Linked DNA regions of Sus scrofa: region 1 is linked to region 2. Evidence: chromatin contacts called from public HiChIP or PLAC-seq data. All regions are on one chromosome and are shown on one strand. Each heading gives the region's core, a stretch centred on a gene start, on an enhancer-like site or on the middle of the called end of the contact. The rest is flanking DNA. Distances are from core to core; before and after follow the strand shown.

What was found. HiChIP or PLAC-seq counts read pairs in DNA pulled down with a chosen protein or histone mark.
Region 1: a contact with region 2 is called in an H3K27ac HiChIP or PLAC-seq map of alveolar macrophages. The contact joins the promoter of ANXA2 here to the promoter of ICE2 in region 2. A contact is called at or near these places in 1 of 5 promoter capture datasets (liver), 1 of 47 Hi-C or Micro-C datasets (skeletal muscle) and 1 of 2 datasets of contacts at active chromatin or transcription factors (alveolar macrophages).

The regions. Positions count from the first base shown.
Region 1 is chr1:111,586,142-111,591,571 of Sscrofa11.1, reverse strand. It overlaps ANXA2 (annexin A2), which reads right to left and starts at 2,348. Exons shown (of 13, transcript NM_001005726.1): 1 at 2,306-2,348.
Region 2 is chr1:111,488,287-111,494,448 of Sscrofa11.1, reverse strand. It overlaps ICE2 (little elongation complex subunit 2), which reads right to left and starts at 4,690. Exons shown (of 17, transcript XM_013992913.2): 1 at 4,535-4,690; 2 at 3,442-3,585. The coding sequence starts at 3,470.

The sequences.
Region 1 (5,430 bases), core at 1,099-3,598, 99 kb before region 2:
ACACTTCAGCAGGCCCACACAAGCAAAGATCAAGACCAGATTCCAGGCCCAACAGTGCAGGAAGAGCCTACAGCCCTCAAAATCAATAGCAATTACAGACAGATACCTACCTTGCCAGGAAAACTACTTAAATTAGAAATTAGTCAGGAAACTAATGGCCACGACCGCCCAGGACGTTAATCGATACAGTACTTTAATAGCTCAAAGACACGGATGTTAAATATTGAGACTCTAGTCCAAAACCAAGCTCCTGATCAAAACCAGTAAGGCAGCAGTATTTCCTGTGCATTTACAGCAGGCAAGCCATTTGGCACTGAAGGAAATCACAAAATCCAGGTGGTCCCCAAATCATAAACCTTCAACTAAAAAAATTTACACTGATGGTCACACCCTTCCACTGTAGATGCACTGTAAACTTCTGGAGAAAGCCTTGATGAAGCTTTGAGGTAAAAGATGGAGCTAGAAGAGAAGAGAGTGCTTTGCGAGATGGTCTTAACACCACTGACCACAAAGGACCCTCAAATGGACCTCATCTAAAATCTCCCTTCACATTGTCTATTATGTGGCTCCTTAATTCCATAGCCTCAAATCCTATAAATTACAGATGTTTATGTTTAAAAAGTTTTGTTTTTTTTTAAATAATACAACTCCCCTAGGATGCTGGGCATTTTAGGACCACCAGCCATTCCTAGTATTGAATATTAATGAATATGGATTCAATCTGCTAGTCTCTAGCTAGATATACAAGGAGGGGAATGCAGAACTGGATAAGCAGGGATGGGCTTTTGCCATTTGGCAGGGGCGTGGGTCTTCAAAGAATCAGGAGGAAGAGAGACAAAAGTGGGGAGGGTGACAAAGATATAATTTTACAATTAAAATAATTTAATAAGGGTCAAGCTTAAAATGAAGAAAAAGTTCCAGTGAAATGTTTCAGTGATTTATTCTTTTTATCTCCATATCCTCCCTAACCTACCCTTTCACTTTCCCTTCGCTCCCCAACAGCCCACCTCCCAAATTCCACATATATTATCAGTATTTTTGATTCAGTGCACACAGGGTCTCTGGGCTAGTCTGACAAATTAAGCGCCTTCCATAACATTGCTTCAGTGGGAAAGTGAAATCGGCATCCCAAATAACCAAGTTCCAGACAAGCACAGTTAGGCACACTTTTGGATAGAACCCACTAGTAGAGTTCTCTGAGTGTCGGGGAACAGAATCCTGGACTCCAGAACACTATGGTTCTTGGTAAAGACCCAATACGTACCCATGAGGTTACTGCTCTTCTGTACACAGATGGAGAATACCTTTAAATAACTTTAAAATGGCAAATCTTAACACAAAAATAAGGACACTTTGTGTTGTATGGCACCTAATGTTTTCAGTGTGCTTTACATATTTATTTTTGAATGAACGTGTTTTTTGAAATCTTCATGACAACCCTATGAGGAAGGTAGGAATTGGCGTCCTCACAGAACTCCCAAGCAGCGGCCTGAGGGGCCACGCCCTTTTCTGTACCTTCCGTCCCTGACTCACTGCTGCATCAGTGCAAGTCAGTCAGTGACAACCCTCCCCACAGAACCCCGGGGTTGGGGGACACTTCCTTCCCGATGCAAAAGTGGTCAACCAAGTAGGGAAGGATACACGGAAATCAGAAGTTGCTCTTACAAGATAATCTAGACAAAGGAGAATGAGGTTTCTTCATTCTGTTTTGTTTGACTGGAGCAGGGGGCCGCTGCTAACAGCTCCCACCCCTTATCCTCCCCTCACTGCTTCCCTTCTACTAGTCGGCACAAGTTCCATAAATGCGCCTCTGTTTCAAGTAAAGTAACTTGGAACAGGTGGGGATTTCTTTCTAGAGGGTCGTGTAACGCGTGGAGGGTGCCGTAAGTCTGCTCTCCACCAGACCCGGGGCTCCAGGGCGGCCACACCCTGCCCCCCGCCGCGTCTGGCCCGTCTGGAATGCGGGGCCTCCCCCCGCCCCCCGCCCCCCGCTCCTCTCTCGGCGCCACTTCTCCGGGCTTCCTGCGAGCACTTCGGGGATGGGATGCCCAACCCCCTTCTTCTGCCCTGCACTCCCCAGGCTGGGGCGCACCTGGCCCCCCCTCACTCCAGTCCAGATCCCCACTATGCCCCCTCCCCAGAGAGCCCCTGGTGCGGACGGACTCTCCAGCCCTCTCCCCAGACAGCCTCGGGGTCCCCACCACTGGAGCTTCTCTTTGCAAGGCCGTCTCCTTCCCCGCCTCTCTGCGCCCCGCTAGCGCGGTGGCCCCAGGGCCATAGCGGGCGGACGAGGCGCCCCGCTTACCTGGGCCAGGCGCCGAGCGCTGCGAGCGTCCCCAGATGCAGAGCGGAGCTGCCTGACCTGGGTGGGGCTTTTATAGCCACCACATCCTCCCCGCCGAGGCCCGCCTCGCCCCGCCCCGCCCCGCCTTCCCCTGCCCTGGCCCATTCGCACCCGGAGTCGGGAGTCGGGGTGACTCACCCTACCCAGCCCGCCCGCCGCCGCCCGCAGGGTCCGCCTCGCCCTGTAACGTTCCCCGGGCCGCGCCAGTGGGAGCGGCCCCGCGCCCACGGCGCTGCCCTCCGGTAAAGCGCCGCCGAGGCTTCCTTGAGGCCCAGTACCGGCTTCGTTTCTTCCTCCCTTCCTCTTTTACTTCTGGAGCGCCACGTCGAGTTCTCAGCCCCGGCTCAATTTATAAATTGGCAAGACTTGAGCCGACTCTGAGCTTGGCTATGTCACTTTTTTTTAAGGCGTCAATGCAATGGAAGGAAGAATTGTGCCAAGAAACATAAATCGTGATTCCCCCGAGCTGAGCCGTTGGCATTCAGCTCCCGGTTACCGACAGCACACATATTAGCTTAACCTCTGACCGACAGTTCCTGGGAGGAGCGCGCGGAGGCGCGGCGGGTGGGGGTGGGGGGGGACGGTCCACACGGTCCCGGCGGGCAAACGATTGGTCCGCCCCCGCCTCCGAGCGCGCTGCGAGGCGTGGAACTACGGTGGGAGCTGGGTGGCGCGTTAGGGGGCCCAGACCCGGAGCCAAGTTCTTACCCACCACCCCCCCGCCCCGCCGGGGAGGCGCCCTTTGCCTGAGCGCGCCCTTCGTTTCCCTCCACGCTTCCCGGGACCGTTCAGCCTCCCGTGTGGAGCAGCTCTGCTCTGCGAGTCCTCGTGGCAGGCAGCCTTGGACTGGGTGGGGCCGATGGTTTAGAACCTCGAGTTCCAACAAAGAAGTTTCCTCCCTTCCTTCTTTCCGAACTGCCATTTTTTTGTTTGGTTTGATTTTGTTTCCCTCTCAGCCTCTCAGTAAGCTCCCTGGTTTTGTTCAGTTTCTCATTTTCTTCCATGCTCTTTCCACGAACTGCAGCGGCAACATGCAGACAAACATGGTTTTGTGTATGACTGCGTAAACACTGTATTCAAACCTCAAACTAGAGGGAAAGTTATGCTAAGAATCCAAAAGATCGCCCTTGGCTCCTTTTAATTCCTTTCATACACCTCACGTAGCTCTCTGCTGGTCTTGATGCTTCTGTGTTTTAATTTTCCACCTATGTTACCGTCCATTTTTACTCTTCAGTATCATTTCACTCCTGGGAATCAGAAAATGGTAAGGCCAAGACATCGTTCCCAAGCTCAAAGTCAAATCCAGACCATAAACGGGGCCTCTGGACACTCAACTCAGAGCTCACCCAACCCATTTCTTTCACTCAGAATGAAACACGATTGGCACTGTCAGAAGGACAAATAGAAAAGAAAGCAACTCTGTTCATACAATTTCTGATTTACATTCAGAGCTATTCAATTTAGACTGAAAACTTTTAAGCCAGAAATTGTGTTTTTCTGCCTACTCCCTGAACGTTTTGGAACAGAAGGCGAACACAGGATGATAATAATGGTGGACAAGATTCTGACTCTCTTTCTCTTCTCAGGGCTGATTGCACAGCCTCTGACTCCTAGTTGTGCTGTTATAGGCCCTCTACAGAAGATAAGATTTAATTCAAATCCTGTGGACTACCTAAAAGCCAAGTATCCAAAAGAATGCTTTTGCTTATCTAGGGCATCCAGCAAATCCAAACATACAGATCTGTTCAATAGTCAGAGTTTGCTTTATGCTACAGAATGTCACACTGTTGTTATCAGAAAAATGAAGCTGTTAGAAGTCACAGTTTGCTATTTATGAGCAATGTGGGGCCAGTTCTGCCTCTATAAAAGAAGTTTTGAATGGCTGAGTGCAAAGATCCTTTTTCCTTTCTTGTTTTTCCCCCCATGGCTGGGAGAATGTTTACTACAACAGATCTCAGATTATGTCTGCTATAGTGCATGGTCTCCTCTAAAGCCTTAACTTTATTTTGTTCACACTTTATCTGCTGCACTCACTACTAATAGTGCCTAGCTAGCAGGCATAGGCACTTACTAAAAACTACAGAATAACAGAATGGAATTATTCACCCAAAAATAGCATGTTAGAGTAGAGAGGGACCTTAAGACACTAACTTGGAGTTCCCTGGTGGCTCAGCAGGTTAAAGACCCAGCATTGTCACTGTTGTGGCTCGGGTCACTGCTGTGGCATGGGTTTGATCCCTGGCCTGGAACTTCCACATGCTGAAAGAGTGGCTAAATAAATAAATAAATCTGCTCCAGTAACAGCCAATTAAATTGCTAAAGCCAATTAAAAAAAAAAAAAAAAGACACTACTTTGTCCAATCCTTGATTAGTATAGATGAATAAACTGGAGCCCAAATAATGTCTCCTACCTAGTCCAGAGATTAAACAGTGCACTCAAGTTGCTTATCGCAGTCCCACCAATTATCACCAAAACTGAGTGGTTCAAACATAAACAACCATTTATTTGCTCATGGTTTTGTAATTTGGACAGGACTCAGAACAGCTTGTCTCTACTCCGTGATGTTGGGTGGGGCAGCTCAGCTGAAGTGGTACGATGGAAAGGAATTTCACTCACTGGGCTGGTGCCTCCACTGGGGTTGCTGGAATGGCTGAGAGCAGGCTGGGTCTCTCTGTCCCTTGGACACTCATCTGCCAGGTTTTCCTCTTTACATCAGATAGTAATGGCAGGTGGCTCTCAAGAAACAAAAGCTAAAGTTGCCAGGTCTCTTAGCATGTGGGCTTATGCAACAACAGCCTGGATTGGTTTTATGGGCCCTAGTTTGCCAATTCTTGTTTTAATGCATCATCTCATCAGTTTTTGGCTTTGCTTCTCCCCACTCTTGACTCCACTCTCTGAGATGGCTTTCCTTAAGGAATGGTCCATATTTGTAGTTAAGTAGTTTTCTCAATCTCTTTCATGCCAGTAGAAACTCAAATGTCCAGAAATGTCTTTTCATTTTGAACTGGCAACCTGACAGCTCATTCATTCATACAATTATCCTTAAGATTTTGTAGGATTTTGGAGTTACCATCATGGCGCAGCG
Region 2 (6,162 bases), core at 3,441-5,940:
TCTTAATAATTTTAATTTCATGTGTCAGATGTGTGAGTTTAGATGTTTTACTTTCTGGACAGCATTTACCCTAGGCCCATTCCGAAATTCTCCAATTCCAAGAACCAGCCTTGCTTTTTGCTTCAGTATCCATCAGAGATATTCGAGAGTTAAAGATAGAATAGATTGAAGTATCACAAAGGGTCTATCAGGGCAAGGCTCACCTCAGGCTGTCTGGCATAATATTAAGATATTTGATTGCTGAAAGAAAATGCTTCCCAACCTATTTCTGTTTCATTCATTATTGTGCTAGGCCAAAAAGACACCATAAAGATCGATTATCCAATTATTTTTAACTTGGCAAATGTGACAAATGTGTGCCTCTACTAAAACCACTTGTAAGGTCACATATAATTTTCCATTTATAACTAATTTATAGACTAATATATTAGAGTCAATGCTTTCCATATAGTAAGTACCCAATAAATGCTGGTTGAATGAAAGAATTTAAAAATTAAAAATATTGAGAAACATTAATCTAGGGTGTACAAGGATTGGTAGGCTTCTGTAGAAAATGGACAGTTCCAGGGGCTATAATACTATGTTAAGGCTCTAAACCATATTTGGTTTCACAATGTCAATGGCATAGAAGAACAGCAGTGCAGCATTTGAACACATTCTTAACGGCAAGGTACATAAATGTTCATGCATCTAAAAACTTAAAGTAAATTAATCAAATGGCAACTTGTGGCTGGCTCATTCCTAAAACAGGAAATTCTAGCATATTTGTTCCCAACTCATTTCTTACTATTTTTTAAAGCTGTCTATCTAAAAAAACAAGGATTAAGGTACAAATGATAAAATTAAAATATCTTATTTGTTATATGTCAGATAGTTTCTTATTACTTGTTATGGTACTATACCTATGACATCTCATTAAATTCTCAAGTTTCTGCATAACATAAAAAAACAAAGTGATGGACCTCAGGAATCGTGAACTCCTTGGAGGAAGGGTAATAAACAAATACTTACTGAGCAGGTAGTGATTTTATTTACTTGATAAGTTTGACATGTTATACTTTGTAAATTTAAGGTGTACTGTGTGTTACATTGATAACATTTCTACATTGTAATAAGATTGCCAGTGAAGGAATATTTATTACATTACATCACTACAGACAACACTATTGTCTATTTTCATTATACTGAAGCACTTACTGATCGAATCTTGAGTCTGGTAATATTTTAGTCATCTTTGTAATCTCATGTAACTTTTGTATTCTCCTCTGCTAGCAACCTTCTTTGCTAGCAAAGAGTAGATGCTCAGTAAATGTGTGTCATATTGATAAAAAGCAGCACCTACATTTCTACAATGCCACTATATTACTTAATAGAGTTCTCTATTTGTGAAGTTCTCCAACACTTTTAAAATCAGTCTGTGCCATATGGATCAATGGAACAGAATAGAGAGCCCAGAAATAAGCCCACACACCTACAGTCAACTAATCTTCAACAAAGGAGGCAAGAATATAAAATGGGAAAAAGTCTCTACAGCAAGTGGTGCTGGAAAGCATGTAAATCAATGAAATTAGAACACACCCTCACACCATGAAAAAAATAAACTCAAAATGGCCTAAAGACTTAGACATAAGACATGATACCATAAAACTCCTAGAAGAGAACATAGGCAAAATATTCTCTGACAAATCGTACAAATGCTTGTTTAGATCTCCCAAGGCAATAGAAATAAAAACAAAACTAAACAAATGAGACCTAATCAAACCTACAACCTTTGCACAGCAAAGGAAACCATAAACAAACCCAAAAAGTCAACCTACAGAATGACAGAAAATATCTGCAAACAATGCAACCAATGGGACTTAATCTCCAAAATAAACAAACAACTCATGTAACAAAACAATAAAAAAAAAAAATCAAAAAATGTGCAGAAGACATTCCTATCATGGCTTAGCAGTAATGAACCTGACTAGTATTAATGACGACGCAGGTTCAATCCCTGGACTCGCTCAGTGGGTTAAGGATCTGGCACTGATATTTATTACAGTTGCTGTGGCTATGGTGGAGGCCGGCAGCTGTAGCTCTTATTCAACCCCTAGCCTGGAAACTTCAATATGCTCCAAGTGCAGCCCTAAAAAGCCAATAAAATAAAATAAAATATAGGGGGCAGAAGACCTAAACTGACACATGAAAAGATGCTCAACATCACTAATTATCAGAAAAATGCAAATCAGCACTACAATGAGGCACCATCTCACAATGGTCAGAATATTAAAAAGTCTGTAAGTGCTGGAGAAGGTGTGGAGAATATGGAACCCTCCTACAATGCTAGTGGGAATGTAAGTTAGTACAACCACTATGGAAAACAGCATGGAGGCTCCTCAGAAAACTAAAGATACAATTATCATATAATCCAGACAAAACTATCATTCAAAAAGACACATGTACTCCTATGTTCACAGCAGCACTACTGACAGTAGCTAAGACATGGAAACAACGTAAAGGTCCACTGACAGATGAATGGATTAAAAAGATGTGATATGTACATATACAGATATATATACATACACGTGCACACACACACACACACACACACACATATACAACGGACTACTACTCAGCCATGAGAGAAGAACAAAATAATGCCATGAATAGCCACATGGATACAACTAGAGATTATCATACTAAGATTATCAGAAAAAGAAAGACAAATACCGTATAATATCACTTATATGTGGAATCTAAAACATGGCACAAATGAACCTGCTTACAAAACAGAATCACAGACATAGAGAACAGACTTATAGTTTCCAAAAAGAGGGGACAGGAGAGGGATGGACTGGGAGTTTGGAGTTAGTAAATGCAAACTGCTGCATTTAGAATGGATAAACAACAAGGTCCAACTCTATGGCACAGGGAAGTTGATCCAATCTCCTGGAATAGAGCATGATGGAAAAGAATATAAAGAAGTATGTATATATATGTATAACTCAGTTGCTTTGCTGCTGCACAGCAGAAATTGGCACACTGTAAATCAACTATACTTTAATAAAAATAAATAAAATACGGTTTATGCATTTATATCATCACTTGATATAGATTCCAATCTAACAAAAAAGGCTTGTCTATTCTTAAAAAGAGTCTATTCTTATATAGAAATGGGCTAGGATCTTGAACACAAAAAAATTCCACTATCTTACTTCACTAAGACCAACAATAAATACATGATGAAGTTATACCTAGAAGCAATCTAAGTGGTGAATTGTTTTCACTTTAGGAGAGAAGTGCTCAGAAGGCGAAGATGAGAATGGGTTAAGTTCTAAGCCACTGAACTTATCCTCTTTCTGTTTCCTCCAAATCTCTCCAGGCCAGACACCCTCCTTTCCTAATCCAGCCACCAGAGCCACTTCAATCTTTAGGAGATTACAAACAGATGTAACTCACCAGTTCAGCCTTGGTTCACCCATGGCCATCACGGAGCTCTTACTCCTAGATTTCTGCTTCCCTCTGGTTCACAAAGTTCACAATTCTGCTGCCTGGTAGTGCAGGTGCCTGAGAAGGCAGGATTTCTCTAGAATTTACACTCAACTGAGGAAAAACAAAAGGTCAAGATTAAAAGCAGGTGATTGGCCGGGCCAGACACTGTTAACTCAGGTGAAGCAAGAACCTGTTCCTACCACCGGTTCTCAACTTAGATATCTAAATTAGAAAACAGCAGACAGAGGAACATTCCTAAGGTCTTTCAGACAGAGCAGCGAGGCTGATGGAGGATCAGTTTTTCTCCATTTAACTTGTTCCAGGAGGGTCTCAGGACACTGTCTGAAGAAATAAGACCAAAACAGAATGGTGTTCTCATTGCTCACATACTAGATCACCTGAGGGCATGGGGTTCGGTCTCAACTCAGCTCCCCAACTTGATTCTCTTACTGCCAAAATAAATCTTGCTTCCAAGATTTTCCCAACCCTATACTGTTAGGAAGCAGATTCTGGCAAACGACACGGGACCAAAGTTCTCTATCAAGAATCTTTCCAAGAAAACCACACTTTTGAGACTGACGTCCAGATAACTTATGGGACACTGTGACACTTCACAGGATCACTCAGAGGAATCACCAGGACTATAAATCTGCCCTGAACACTCCCACTGCCTGCTCAGTGCTTCTCTTGCCAACCCGGGCAGAGTGATAAGCAGAGTTTGTAAGCAACAAGCAGTCAAGTGCAGGAGTAGATCTCTGCGGAGTGGGCCGGCCTCACTTCACCCACCTCACCCACTCACCGGCTCCCACTTCTGCCCAGTGTGGGGCTGGGGCCGGAGAGCCGATGAAGGTAGAAGGATGGCTGAGGGAAAGGGGACCAAGGGAGAATTATGATTCCAGGAAGGCAGTAAAGCCGCGAGCAAAGCCGGGGGAGGGGGCCGCCCCAGCACTGGTGCGGAGGTTCCTGGCCCGGACGAGGGGCCGCCATGTTCTGTTCTCCCGCCCGTCACGAACCCGCCCTCCCCACCGCGTCTCCGCCGCAGAGCAGCCTTTCAGCCCACCTCGTGGTCCGCGGCGGCTTGGGCGCGGGCCGCGAACCGCAGACAACTCACACACCCCCCCACCACCACACGCCTCTCACTGTCGAGCGCCCCTCGGGAAGGCCTTATTTAAAGGAGGTGGCCGCGCCGCCTCGGCCCTGCGTAATGACATCATCAGAGAGGTGGTGGGCGGGGCCCTGCCACTGGAAAGGACCGTCCCCCCACCCCTTCCCGCTTACTCCTGGTAGTTCAGTTGGAAACTGTAACACGCTTTTCTGAAGTACACCTGGCTGAAGGGGCCGGTGCTGTGTACTGTCCTAGAACGTCCTCTGCTTTGAGGGGAATCATAAACTGGAAGGAGGACAGACGACAAGTACAGTACTGGAAAGACCCAGACTTGGTTATGCCCTTATGCAAGTGTCTGTCTTACTCCTAATCAATAAAGTGGAGATAGTACGATCACCTACTTAGTAGGGTTTTAGAAAGGAGTAAATGAAGTAAGGGAGGAAGCTGTGCTCAGCACTGTACATGGCACATAGTCGCACTCCTATTCCATTCTCCTCCCATTTTATTTTATTTTACTTTATTATTATTACTATTATTTTTTAGGGCCACACCTGCATCATATGGAAGTTTCCAGGCTAGGAGACTAATGGAACTGCAGCTGCTGGCCTACACCACAGCAATGCAGGATCTGAGAAGCATCTGCGACTACAGCTCATGGCAAGGCCAGATCCCTAACCCACTGAGCGAGGCCAGGGATCAAACCAGCATCCTCATGGATGCTAGCCCAATTCCTTAACCACTGAGCCACATCGGGAACTCCCTCTCCTCACATTTTAGGTGACACTATCCACCAGCAGTCACTCTGGCTCTCACACTAGTTTTATTTCCATTCATCCAGCAAAGATTTATTGAGCACTTACAATTTGTGCTTGGTACTGCATAGCATAGGACTCAGGCCCAATATGGGCTTTTCCAAGAGCTTTTGATCATTGGGAATCTAAGATATACACATTAAATAATTGATTACAAAAAGAAATAGAAAGTGATATGCTGTAGAAGAGAGTTATTATAGAAAAGGTAGTGTGAGTTCAGAGAGGGAGAGAAATTACTAGTGAGAGGGATAGAAAGCAGATTTGAATAGCTAAAGACATCTACTGAGTACTTACATATCAGCTACCACATTGGGCACTTGACATGTCAGCTCATTTGAAGAATTTAAAGTATGTGGGTTATGTGAAAGGACATTCTAGACAGAGACCAGCACAAGGAGCTGCATAAACCTCTTACATGAACAGAGTACAGTTTGTATGCTAGCAGGAAAGCCTGTTCTAAATTTAGAATGATTTCTGATACTTTTTAAAATTATGTTTACCTAAGAATTATGCTTATGCTAAAAATCTCCCTTGAGTACAGGCAGTTTAGGTAGTTTATTTTGCCTGCCATGCAAGGTCTCTGAAAGTGTGGTAGAGGGAAGATGTTTGGAAAAATAGGTTAGGACCAGACCATAGAAGACCTTATAAACCAGACTAAGGATTTTAAATTTATTTTCTAAGAAATGCAATGCTGTGTGGAGAGGGAAGCTTATAAGTAGAGGAATGACACAATCAGAATTTCTATGTTTTAGGATGTTTATCTGGAATTGT